2 separate regions of the Rattus norvegicus genome follow, and region 2 is linked to region 1. A link is a contact called in public Hi-C data. All regions are on one chromosome and are shown on one strand. The core of a region is the stretch at or near the end of the contact, and the rest is flanking DNA. Distances in the headings are between cores, read along the strand shown.

Region 1 (5,197 bases), core at 542-3,041:
TCAAACCAATCACCAAGAAGCCAAATTAAGTGCAAGGAACTTTTCTTAGTGAAAAGTGAGGCTTTCTGTGCTCGTAGCTACAAACCGTAGTTGCCTTGTACGGAAACTCACAGGGGCTAACTTTCCCATGTTCTCAATTAGTTCTATTGCAGGAGGAGGGGGTGAGGCTGAATAGTGGAGTTTCCTCAACTGCCCTTCCGGTGTCAGGACTGCAGCTCCTGCAGCAAGGAGGCCAGCTGGCTGGGACCACTGTGCTGAGGCTCCACCTCTTTCTGCGTGACTGATCAGACCCCTCCCGGTATGGCTGAGAGAGATGAGTGGCCACTTAGGGGCCGCTAGTCAGAAGCAGCGTGCTCTGATAAACCGCCTCACAGAAGCGTGACTATGGAGAGAAACTGCCTGGGGCCTGGCTAAGGGTTCGGCAGGGCTGTTAGCTGGAAGGAACAGGGGAAAGAGAGGCTGCCATTACTTTGGACTCATTCGCGGACTCCAGGGCTCCCCAGCAAGTACCTTAATGAACGCTTCCATACTGCCGTTAAAGAGTTTATGGCTATACACTGAAAGAGGCCTAGGTCTCCTCATTTTCTGTGGTTTAGGGGGAAGACAGGGGGGCCTAGGGGAAAATGGAACAAAAGAAATCAAGAAAGCAACCAACATAAACATACCGCTGGGAGAGATGCTCTTCAAACCCACAACTGGAGGAGAACACAAAATGCAGAGGGGAGCCCCTGGCCCCCAACACATTCGTTTCCCATGTTCCATCTGAAGGCCTCTGGATGTTTTCGATCTTAGTTTACCCACAGTGCCAAGCAGGAGCAACTCTCACAAAACACAAATGCATTCTACATTGGGGGGTGGGGGGTATATACAAGTAGCCCCTGCAATGCCAACCAGAGGCTGGCATCCTGCAGATCAGATGGAGGGATGAGGGGAGAAAGGTGTCATCTGTAGCCCAAGAAAGCAAGAGACTTTCAAACATAATCCAGGGGCTTCATTTAATAATTTTGGCTTAAATCAGGCTCAACTCCCAATGTACTGAGGGCACTATCTTCCTGACGCCTCTTGATATTTCAAAGGCATATGACTCATCTTTGCTGCATGGCTCTGAGAGCCAGACAGATGCCAGGATTCAAGCTGCACCTTCTTTAGGATCCGTAGGTGGCCTGGAATGCTATTATCCCACTCATCAGTCAAGCACATTTTGGATCACAGCACTGTCAAACCCATCACCACCATATTTAACCTAGTGTCTTCCTATTACACGTGGCTCTGTTCTACAGAAACTAAGCTCAGAGAAAAAGAACAGCGAGTCAGACCCACCTCTACCCACTTCCCCTCAAGTCCAGTTTGTTTTTGTTTGTTTGTCGTTTGGTTGTCTTTTAAGTTTCAAGTCATGGGCATGGTGCCAGGACGTCTTGCCGCCGTCATTTCTAGCTGCACTCTTCTGCCCCGTTAGTCCACGACAGGAGTCAGGTTGAAAGTGTCTTGCTTTGCTTTCGGATCTCCATTCTCTGTGTTCTCTCCACAGGGAGGGGAATCCTTATACCACAGTCCACCAGGAACAATGAAATGGCCACAGACACCAGACCCGTGTCCAGAATTGCTTGCCATGCATAGGCCTGGATTGGCTTATCTGCTCATTTTCTTACACAAACCGGCCTAACTCAATGCTGGGGGCCTTCAGCATTAGGAGAGAGATTTTGGGATGTTCAGAGGAAGCAGCTTCCCAAACGAGGCAGCTTATTTTCAAATGGTTTGGTTCAAACCATGGGAACAATGAGTGTATATTCAGCCAGGCAGGTAATGGGCATATATGAGAAGCAAAGGCTCGCCCCTTCCCCATGTCTTGATTGATATCTGTGTATAGGCAAGAACCTTCTGTTTGTTTCTGAGAAGGGATCTTATATAGTCCAGGGTGGCCTCAAACTTGCTATGTAGCTGAGTCTGACCTCATACTCCTGCCTCCTGCCTCCATCCCCTCAGTGCTGGGGTTATAGGCATGCACTTCCACACTGGGTTTAATGTGCTGTTAGCAGTGGAACTCATGGTCATGCATGCTAAGCAAGCATTCTACCAAAACTAAGGTATATCCTCAGCCCACACAGGCAAGACTCATACAGACTGGGGAACCAATCAACATGAAGAGGCTTGCGCTGCCTCTCTCCCTTGGGCTTACTGTGCCCATGTCCTTCGGCAGTCCAGCCATACAGGACACTCTAGCCAAGTCCTCCTGGATGTTTTTAAGTGTTGAGCAAAGGCTGCTAACTCCAGGACATGCATGGGCAAATGGGCAAAGGAACAAATGAGTCCAAACAGCATGCTATCCGATTAAGGGCACCAAAAGAACGACACAACCGAAATTCCGAAGAGAAACAACAACAGGCAAGATTATCTCCAGCCCATCTTGGATCTATGTGAATTTGGTTAGCTAAGTCCATGTCATTTCCGTTTGTAAAAATAAAATACTGTATCTTTTTTGAGAATGTGTGAAAACAGGGAGTGGGGACTCTCATATAGTGACTCTCTGCTTTTGAATGCTCAAATGTAAAAGCCAAAAAACCCCCACGATGCTACCAATTGTGTTTTGGTCGAACGTTGGGCTCTGGGGTCTGCAGGATTAACCTCCTCACAAGCGTGGGAGGCAAAGGAGCCCACAAGAAATTAAGAAATCTGTCAACGGCCACACAGATGGGATCTATCAAGAGCTGAGAGTTGAATGAAGTTTTTCCTACTCAAGGCTCCAGCACCCACATGAAGTAGAGAGAGCTGTTATCCAGCTCTCGTGGCCGGCAAGAATGGAGATCTTGGTAACAAAAAGACAGAATCAAAAGCTCTAGGGCATCCAGTTGGAGTGTTTTCAGAAAAGAACTCGGAAACGTTTCTGGAGTTTGCTTTTTAATTTTTTGCAAAGTAGAATAAAAGAAAATAAATGTGAGATGGATACACTCCCCCATCTTCCCTGCCAAATTCAGAATGTAAAAGAACATGGAGTCCTCTTTCCCCGACCCATGGTGCACTGGGTACTGCCTGGAATCTCTGACAAGGAAACGTAGCTATCCCAACTTTGAATGACACCAAATCTGTATCAACTTACTGGAATGCTGGGTGGGGCACAAAGTGGGGAGCAGGGGGACAGCTCAGCCAAGGAAAGTGGGGCAGCCTAAGCCTTCCATCTCTTCTGCTGCTCAGTTGCAGAGCAAAAACAAAACAAAAAAACAAAACAAAACAAAAAAAAGGGAGAGAGAGAAGGGAAAACAGGAGAAAACCAGAGGGGAGAGAAGGAAACCAGAGACAATGGCCCCTCTCTGCCTTTCAGCAGGGATGAAAATTAGCATACACTGGCAACACGGTTGTGGCCTCAGAATTAGTCTGTGACAAAAAGCAAGAGATTAAGAATTTCCCCAAACAGCCCAACAGATGTGGGTGTCAGTATTCAAAATGGTGGCAACACTGATGTTCAAGGGCTTGTGGATTCTTGGAAGCTGACTGAAATTGGATATATACCAAGCTGCATCTGATTGGTCGCAACATCAACTATCTCCCTTCTCATCAGGACTAGGGCCTCTTGTTAACCTGCTTAAGGAGGCTGACCTCCCTTCAAATCACAATGATTAAATACTGGTGTTTGCATCTCGCTTTGCCTTGTTTTTCTTTCTTTATTTTTAAGCAAGTCTTCAAAGTACATTAGCACATCTGGTCTGCCTATAGGGACTGCTGAACAGCTACGAGAACTGCAGGGCTATGGCGAATTGAGGCCGTTCACAAATCTGGCTTTAACTGTGAGAAAGGGGCCAACTAGACAAGGGCAAGAGCAATTTGGCTGAAGGAACCTGCTCTGGTGATAATCCCAGATGGCTCTGACTGTGAGACTCTATAGTTGACACAGCCAAGGTACGGAGACAGATCACCCGGGGCCGCTGGGACTCATTTGAAAACCACTTTCAGGTTGACACTGAGGTCCACAAGCTTAATAATGAGCCAGGAAATCTCTGACTAAGTCTGAAATTTGGGACAGGAGGCCTAAGTGGGAGGTCTAGTCATCTGAACTTCAAGTTCCCAAGCCCTAGGCCAAAGCAAATGTGGAAGAGGATTTTCAGAGGGAGATATATATGGTTTTTCTGTGTAGCTCAGACTTTCCTGGAACTATTTCGGTAGATCAGGCTGGCCTCTGATTCAGATATCTGTCTACCTCTGCCTCCTGAGTGCTGGAATTAAAGGCATGTATTAGCACCAGGTTTATATTATGAAAACAAAATCTGTCTGCCTGTCTGTCCATCTATCTACCTATCTATCTATCTATCTACCTACCTACCTACCTACCTACCTACCTATCTACCTACCTGTCTGTCTGTCTCCTGGGCTTTGTTGGGGTTGGGTGGAGCCTGAGACCTGGCCAGGGGAGACATTAAGTCTCTTCTCCACCCTGACCCCATAGCCAGCTGGAGCAACCTCCTGCCTGCATTTTTCAGATTAGGGGGCAGGGGCCAGGGTCCGATTCATCCCACTTTGGTATAAAGCAGGTATAAAGAGAATTATAGTAATATTCTCTTACCAGAAAAATAAAAGAGTAACAAACTTGGGCTCTTCAAAAGTGACCTGAACAACTGCTGTGCCACACGTGGGGGGGTTCCTTGCCTGCAAGTCATCTCACCGTTTCCAAACTGCCTGGGCCCAAATGAACAGCTGGATTCCTGGAGAGCCCTAAATCTCCAGGTCCAACGTACTTAAACCCCACAGCTTCCTGAGCCTTTTCCAAGCCCACTCGCTTCCCCAGGAGCGGGAAGAGTTCAAGGGTCATCTTTGCTCTTGCCAACTAGGACAGCTTTTCAGGACTCTGAGCCATTGGAAAGAACTGCTTTGGAAGGAAAGAGTCACTAGGTCACTTAGACCCCCCACCCTGTCTCAAAATGAGGTAAGATGTAGCTACCGACTGCCATGCATAATAGAGGGCAGACCTCTGGGCCACTGCTAGATTCCTGTTGAAAGTCCAGACACCAGGGCAGTGCTGGCGGCTTAGGCATCTAATGCCTATGAAAGGCTGAAGGCTGCTGAGTGAAAGTGTCCACTGGCTCTGGTGTGCTCAGGAAAAGCACAAAGGGAGATGCGGAAGGAGCCAGGAGGAAGCATGGGTTGCCTCTATTACTGGCCTAGCCAGTGCATCCAAGTTCCCACTAAACTTCAAGCCAAAGTAAGATGG
Region 2 (5,095 bases), core at 616-3,115, 260 kb after region 1:
CAGACAGACAGACAGACAGACAGACAGACAGACGGAGAATGAAAAACAGTTAGATGCATATATGCATTCTGCCCACCTTCCTCTTGCCTACCCTTCCCTCATCTGAACCAGCTATCCATTTTCTATGCATGGTCTTTCTGGGCCTGCCTGGCATCTATGATTTTGTGACAGTAGTGTGGTGTCTGTTTCTTTCCTTGCTAAAAGCTGTTGATACTGCACAGACTGTCACATGCCCAGAAAGGAAAAACCCCAGAGAGTCTGGTCTGAGTCACAGAGGGTTTGTGTTACATCTCAGATGGCTCGGTGGACCTCACGTGCCTGGGATGCAGGCTGCCTGGCTGCCCGAAGAGCCAGCCTGAGGCTGCACCAAAAAAAAGTGGGATGGGAGAAGGTGACCCCTGAAGGTTGTAGGGCTAAATATAATTTAAGAGTCCTTGTATTTGTCACTCAGGAGACCTTGGGGGAGCAAAAAAAAAAAAAAAAAGCATGAATGACATCTACATCTTTGTCCCCCAGGTTAAGAGCAGTAAGAAACTGCTCAGTGCTTGAGAGCACTTACTGCTTTTCCAGAGGATCAAAGTTTGCTTAACAACACCCTCACCAGGCTCCCAGCATGCAAACCTCCAGCTCCAAGGGGATCCAACAGCCTCTCTGCCTTCTTCAAGCACCCCCAACACAGGTGGCATATATTAACACAGACTCATGCATATAGTTCAAACAACAGAAATAAATCTAGCCAGGTGTGGTAGCACATGCAAGGAAAAAGAAGAAGAAAATGGATTTCGGGGTTGGGGATTTAGCTCAGTGGTAAGGGCTTGCCTAGCAAGCGCAAGGCCCTGGGTTCGGTCCTCATCTCCGGAAAAAAAAAAAAAAAAAAAAAAAGAATGAAAATGGATTTCTGTGAGTTCAAGGTCAGCCTGATCCGAATAGAGTTTCGGCTCCTCCAGTGCTATGATGAGGATCCTGCTAATAGACAGACGGACAGACAGGCAGACAGACAGATGTTATTTAGAGGAGTAAGAGCCATCATCCTACAGATGGGTGGTTCTGGACCCTGCAGGAATACCCTGAGTACGGATGATGCCCACACTGTTGAGGGGTTCGTGCTTACTGTTTTTGCCAGTTTCAAAAGGAGGCAGTAGAATGCAGAAGTAAATGGCTTAATCTTACACCTTAATCAGACAGGCCTGACAGTGAGGCACACTCCTGTCACTAGGCAGTGACCCTGGAGATATGGCTTTGTCATGTCTGAGCCTCCTCCATGTGATGGAAACACGATTAATACCTACTTCCCTGGGTTGGGCTGCAGGTCCATTAAGAGCACGAGAGCCTAGGTTAACACACCACATCACACAGCTCCACTGAAATATGTGGCAGGTCTCATAAAAGGATGCTGTGGCAAGAATACACAGGCGAGGGCCAGTATGCGCAGCCCAGCATCCTCCCAGAAGTTTCTCTGTCCAGGTAGGGTGCTAGTGAACCACAACGCTCACATTCTCATATCTATGCCTCCAACCGCAGTGAGTGCTTCGCCTAGGACAGCTCCCATGGGATATTTTATTGTCCCAACTTTACGGATGGAACAATGAGACACAAGTTTATTCACAGCCCGTTATCCTGCTGTGAGAAGGGGAAGGGTTGTGACAAAGACGGTTTGGTTCTAGGGTCCCTGCCCCTAGCTGCACATACACTGCCCCAAATGACTCTGGAAGTGGAAGAAAGGACAAGAGTCTGCCTACATCCTTTCCTGTTCCCAAATACCTTCTCCACCCTTAATAGCAGAAACTGGCAAACGCCTAGCAGGGAAACACTAGCTCTGCCCACCGGGTTCCAGTATGAGGCAAAGCCTTCAAAGCAAGAACAAGAAGAGTCTGCAGAGAGCTGGGTAAGAGACGCAACGCAGTGGGAAACGAATGAGGTTCAGAACCGAATAAACCAGGACTCCACCTACTACCACCTGATGACGGGGGGCCCCTAGGCTCAGAGACATACTTTCTCAAAATGCTATTTCTCCCTGTCTGAAACAAGGCTTAGACACAATATCCCAGCTAGCTCTACAATGCTAGGCTGTCCTGGTCGGGAGAGGCCACTGCATGCTGGGAAGTAGGAGGGAGTTGGAAAGAAGCTATCCCGGTGAAAGAGCGCCACCTGGTGAGGCGTTCTGAGAACATTCCTAGAGGCTGCTCTGACCAGATCATTGCAACCCAAGGAAGACAATTCCATTCTCTGAATTTCAGATTTTAAAACAGTAAAAGGACATCGGAAACTGGCCGTGATAATAATACCTGCAATTGTCAACCCCCTTCCCCCAACACAACCTCTTACCACGCTATTTCAAAATGGTAACGTGTTGTGAAGAGTGCAGAAAATGAATCTTAGACATGGTGATCATGTGTTCTGGACATGCTGATAAGTCACAACGCTGTCTCTATTTTTTTCCTTAACTTTTGTTTACTTATGGTTTGGGTGGATTTTGTTGTTGTTATTGTTGTTGTTGTTGTTGTTGTTGTTATTGTTTTGAGACAGGGGCCCACTATTATACCTCTGGCTGGCTATGAGGGTCAAGCTGTCCTCAAACTCCCAAGAGGTCCTCCTGCCTCAGTCTCCTGAGTGCTGGGAATAAAGTCATGCACAATTATGCCTAGCTGTTTGTTTGTTTGTTCATTTGTTCATACATTTTAGTTTTTCAAGACAGGGTTTCCAGCTGTCCTGGAATTCACTCTGGCTGTCCTCGAACGCATAGAGATCCTCCTCCCTCTGCCTCCTTAGTGCTGGGATTGTAGACATGAGTTATCGCCACCCCACTACTACTCTATAACTGTAAGCACACAACTTGAGACTTTCCTATGAGAGAGGGTGTGCAGGCAGGGTGGTGCTAACTCTAGGCGTGATGCTGTACAGATCTTGTCATACACTCATCCTGAATGACTTAAATGATATGTATCATTTACCGAATGCTGTCTGATGACTGATGACATGATTAACCTTGTTGGGAATGATTTATTCTTATGATTTCATTTAGCCCCTCCCCCAAGTAACCATGTGAGTAGAGAAGGAACCAGAAGACTGCATCACTCACTGTGTCAGCACCTAAGACTGACAACCTGAAAAGTGTGGACTAACATGGATAATGGGAATTACACTTGATAAACATGGACTTCTTAAATCCATTTGACCACCGCAGGGGAGAGAAGTCAGGAAACTGTCAACGTGCTGCAGTTTGGATTTTAAATGTCCTTCAAAGAGCCATGTGTTTAAGGCTGGGATTCTGGGCCATGGTGTTGCTAGGTGTTGCTGAGAGGAGGCAGAACTTCAAGATATGGAGCCCTAGGGAGAAGCTTTAGGGGAGGCAAGACCCGATGTGAATGATGGGTCTCTGGTCTCTTCGATTATCTGCACCTGAGGTGAAGGGTTCTCTTCCACACTGTGCACTGCCACTGTGATGTACCTCACCCCGGGTTCAGAAGCAAGGGGAGCAACCACGCACAGACTGAGACTTCAAAACTGTGAGCTAAAATAAACCTGCTCTTTGACAGATGTACTGTCTTAGGTACCAGGTTCCGGATTGGCTGAGCTTTGTGCCAATGTTTAGAGGTGCACCCTGGTCAGGGTTGGGGGTCTCCGTGCTTAGTAAACGATCCACTTGGCGGGAAACAGAGATCTGACTAAGCACTTGTAAGATGGACACACTGTATGGACGCACCTAGAAGCCAGAAGAGCTGACTTGCTCCAATGGCGGTGCCCAGGGAGATACCACCAGCATTTGCATCCCTCATGAGGGCTCTCTCTGCTCGAAGACTATCTGCCCCATCTTCCCTTTTGACGACTCAGCTCCTGAGCAGCACCCGTGTCCTGATCACGTGATAACCAGTGGCCAACAAGGAGCAGAGCCCCGGCCGACCGCTAAGCCCATATTTATTCAGAACAGGCCTCTAATTCATCTCTTTCTTTCCCCAGACCTCCCTCTTGTTCCCAGTTCCTGCACAGATTAGCTCCTAGTTCCTCAAGGGACATCTAAGGACATGGAGATTCAGAGGCAGCCACCAGCCTAAACAAACTAATGGCACTGAAATGCGGCTCTTCACCAGGGCCCCTGGCACAAGGTCAATTAAGACAGTCGAGCTGACAACAGCCACAGATACCCTTCACTGAGCCCTTACTCCCTGCTAGCCTGCTGCTAAATCCCCATTGTGTGTACTTTTCCTCTGGAGACAATGCTCACACGACTGCACATCCCAGATAGGATATGTGCTGGTTCGGGTTTTTGGTTTGTCAACTGACATAAGCTTGAGTCATCTGGGAAGAGAGAATGTCAACCGAGGAACTGCCTCTGTCACAGTGCCTCCAACTTGACAGATGGTTGATGAGAGAGGGCCCAGCCACTGTGGGTGGTGCCATCCCTGGCCAGGTGGTCCTGGGTTGCATTAAGAAAACAGGTTGAACAAGCCATGGGGAGCAAGCCAGTAAGCAGCAATCCTCCATGGCCTCTTCTTCCGTTCTTGCCTCCAGGTTTTTGGCTTCTGCCCTTACCCTGGCTTTTCTCTATGATGGACTATGATCAAATAAACCAAGCCAAATAAACCCTCCCTTCCTGAAGTTGCCTTTGGTCCTAATGTTCACCACAGCCATAGAAAGCAAATTCGGCCAAAACCCCAGTGACAGGCCAAAGTAACAATTCTCCCCAGGTCTGCTTTGGTGAACCAACCAGTTTGTGAGGCTTACTTACAGAAGCATGGGTTACCCTCAAAGCAGCTGCATTGACACATGGATTTCCCCATAGCTGTATAGATGGAGTCGTTTCCCCGTCCCCACCCCCGCCTTTCACGTTCTATATACTCTAGATCAGTGGTTTGCAACCTCCCTAATGCTGTGACCCTTTAATATAGTTCCTCATGTTGTGTTGACCCCAAGCATTAAATTATTTCATGGCTACTTCATAACTATTAAATTACTGCTATGAATCGTAATGTAAATATCTGATATGCAGGATTTCCACTGCTCTAGTGTGTCCTGAGACCATGTGCAGCTGGAGCAGAATTATACACAGCTGGCAGAGAGGCAGGCATGGGAGTGGCTGAAATCTCAGGTGAGAGCC

The links. A called contact is a pair of places that touch in the nucleus more often than the background predicts.
Region 2: a Hi-C map of frontal cortex shows a contact between it and region 1, with 2.0 times the contacts expected there. The contact joins two enhancer-like sites.

The regions. Positions count from the first base shown.
Region 1 is chr4:147,428,425-147,433,621 of GRCr8, forward strand. Srgap3 (SLIT-ROBO Rho GTPase activating protein 3) reads right to left here. Exons shown (of 22, transcript NM_001191975.1): 12 at 511-613. The region is part of intron 3 of LOC102548080 (a long non-coding RNA gene); the gene reads left to right. Among named protein-coding and RNA genes, the nearest start is that of Rad18, 54 kb to the left of the region's middle. Within about 2 kb of position 1,792, at least 17 of the 93 cell types and tissues checked have an H3K27ac peak or open chromatin away from gene starts, as enhancers often do.
Region 2 is chr4:147,688,241-147,693,335 of GRCr8, forward strand. No RefSeq gene overlaps it. Among named protein-coding and RNA genes, the nearest start is that of Thumpd3, 50 kb to the right of the region's middle. Within about 2 kb of position 1,866, at least 16 of the 93 cell types and tissues checked have an H3K27ac peak or open chromatin away from gene starts, as enhancers often do.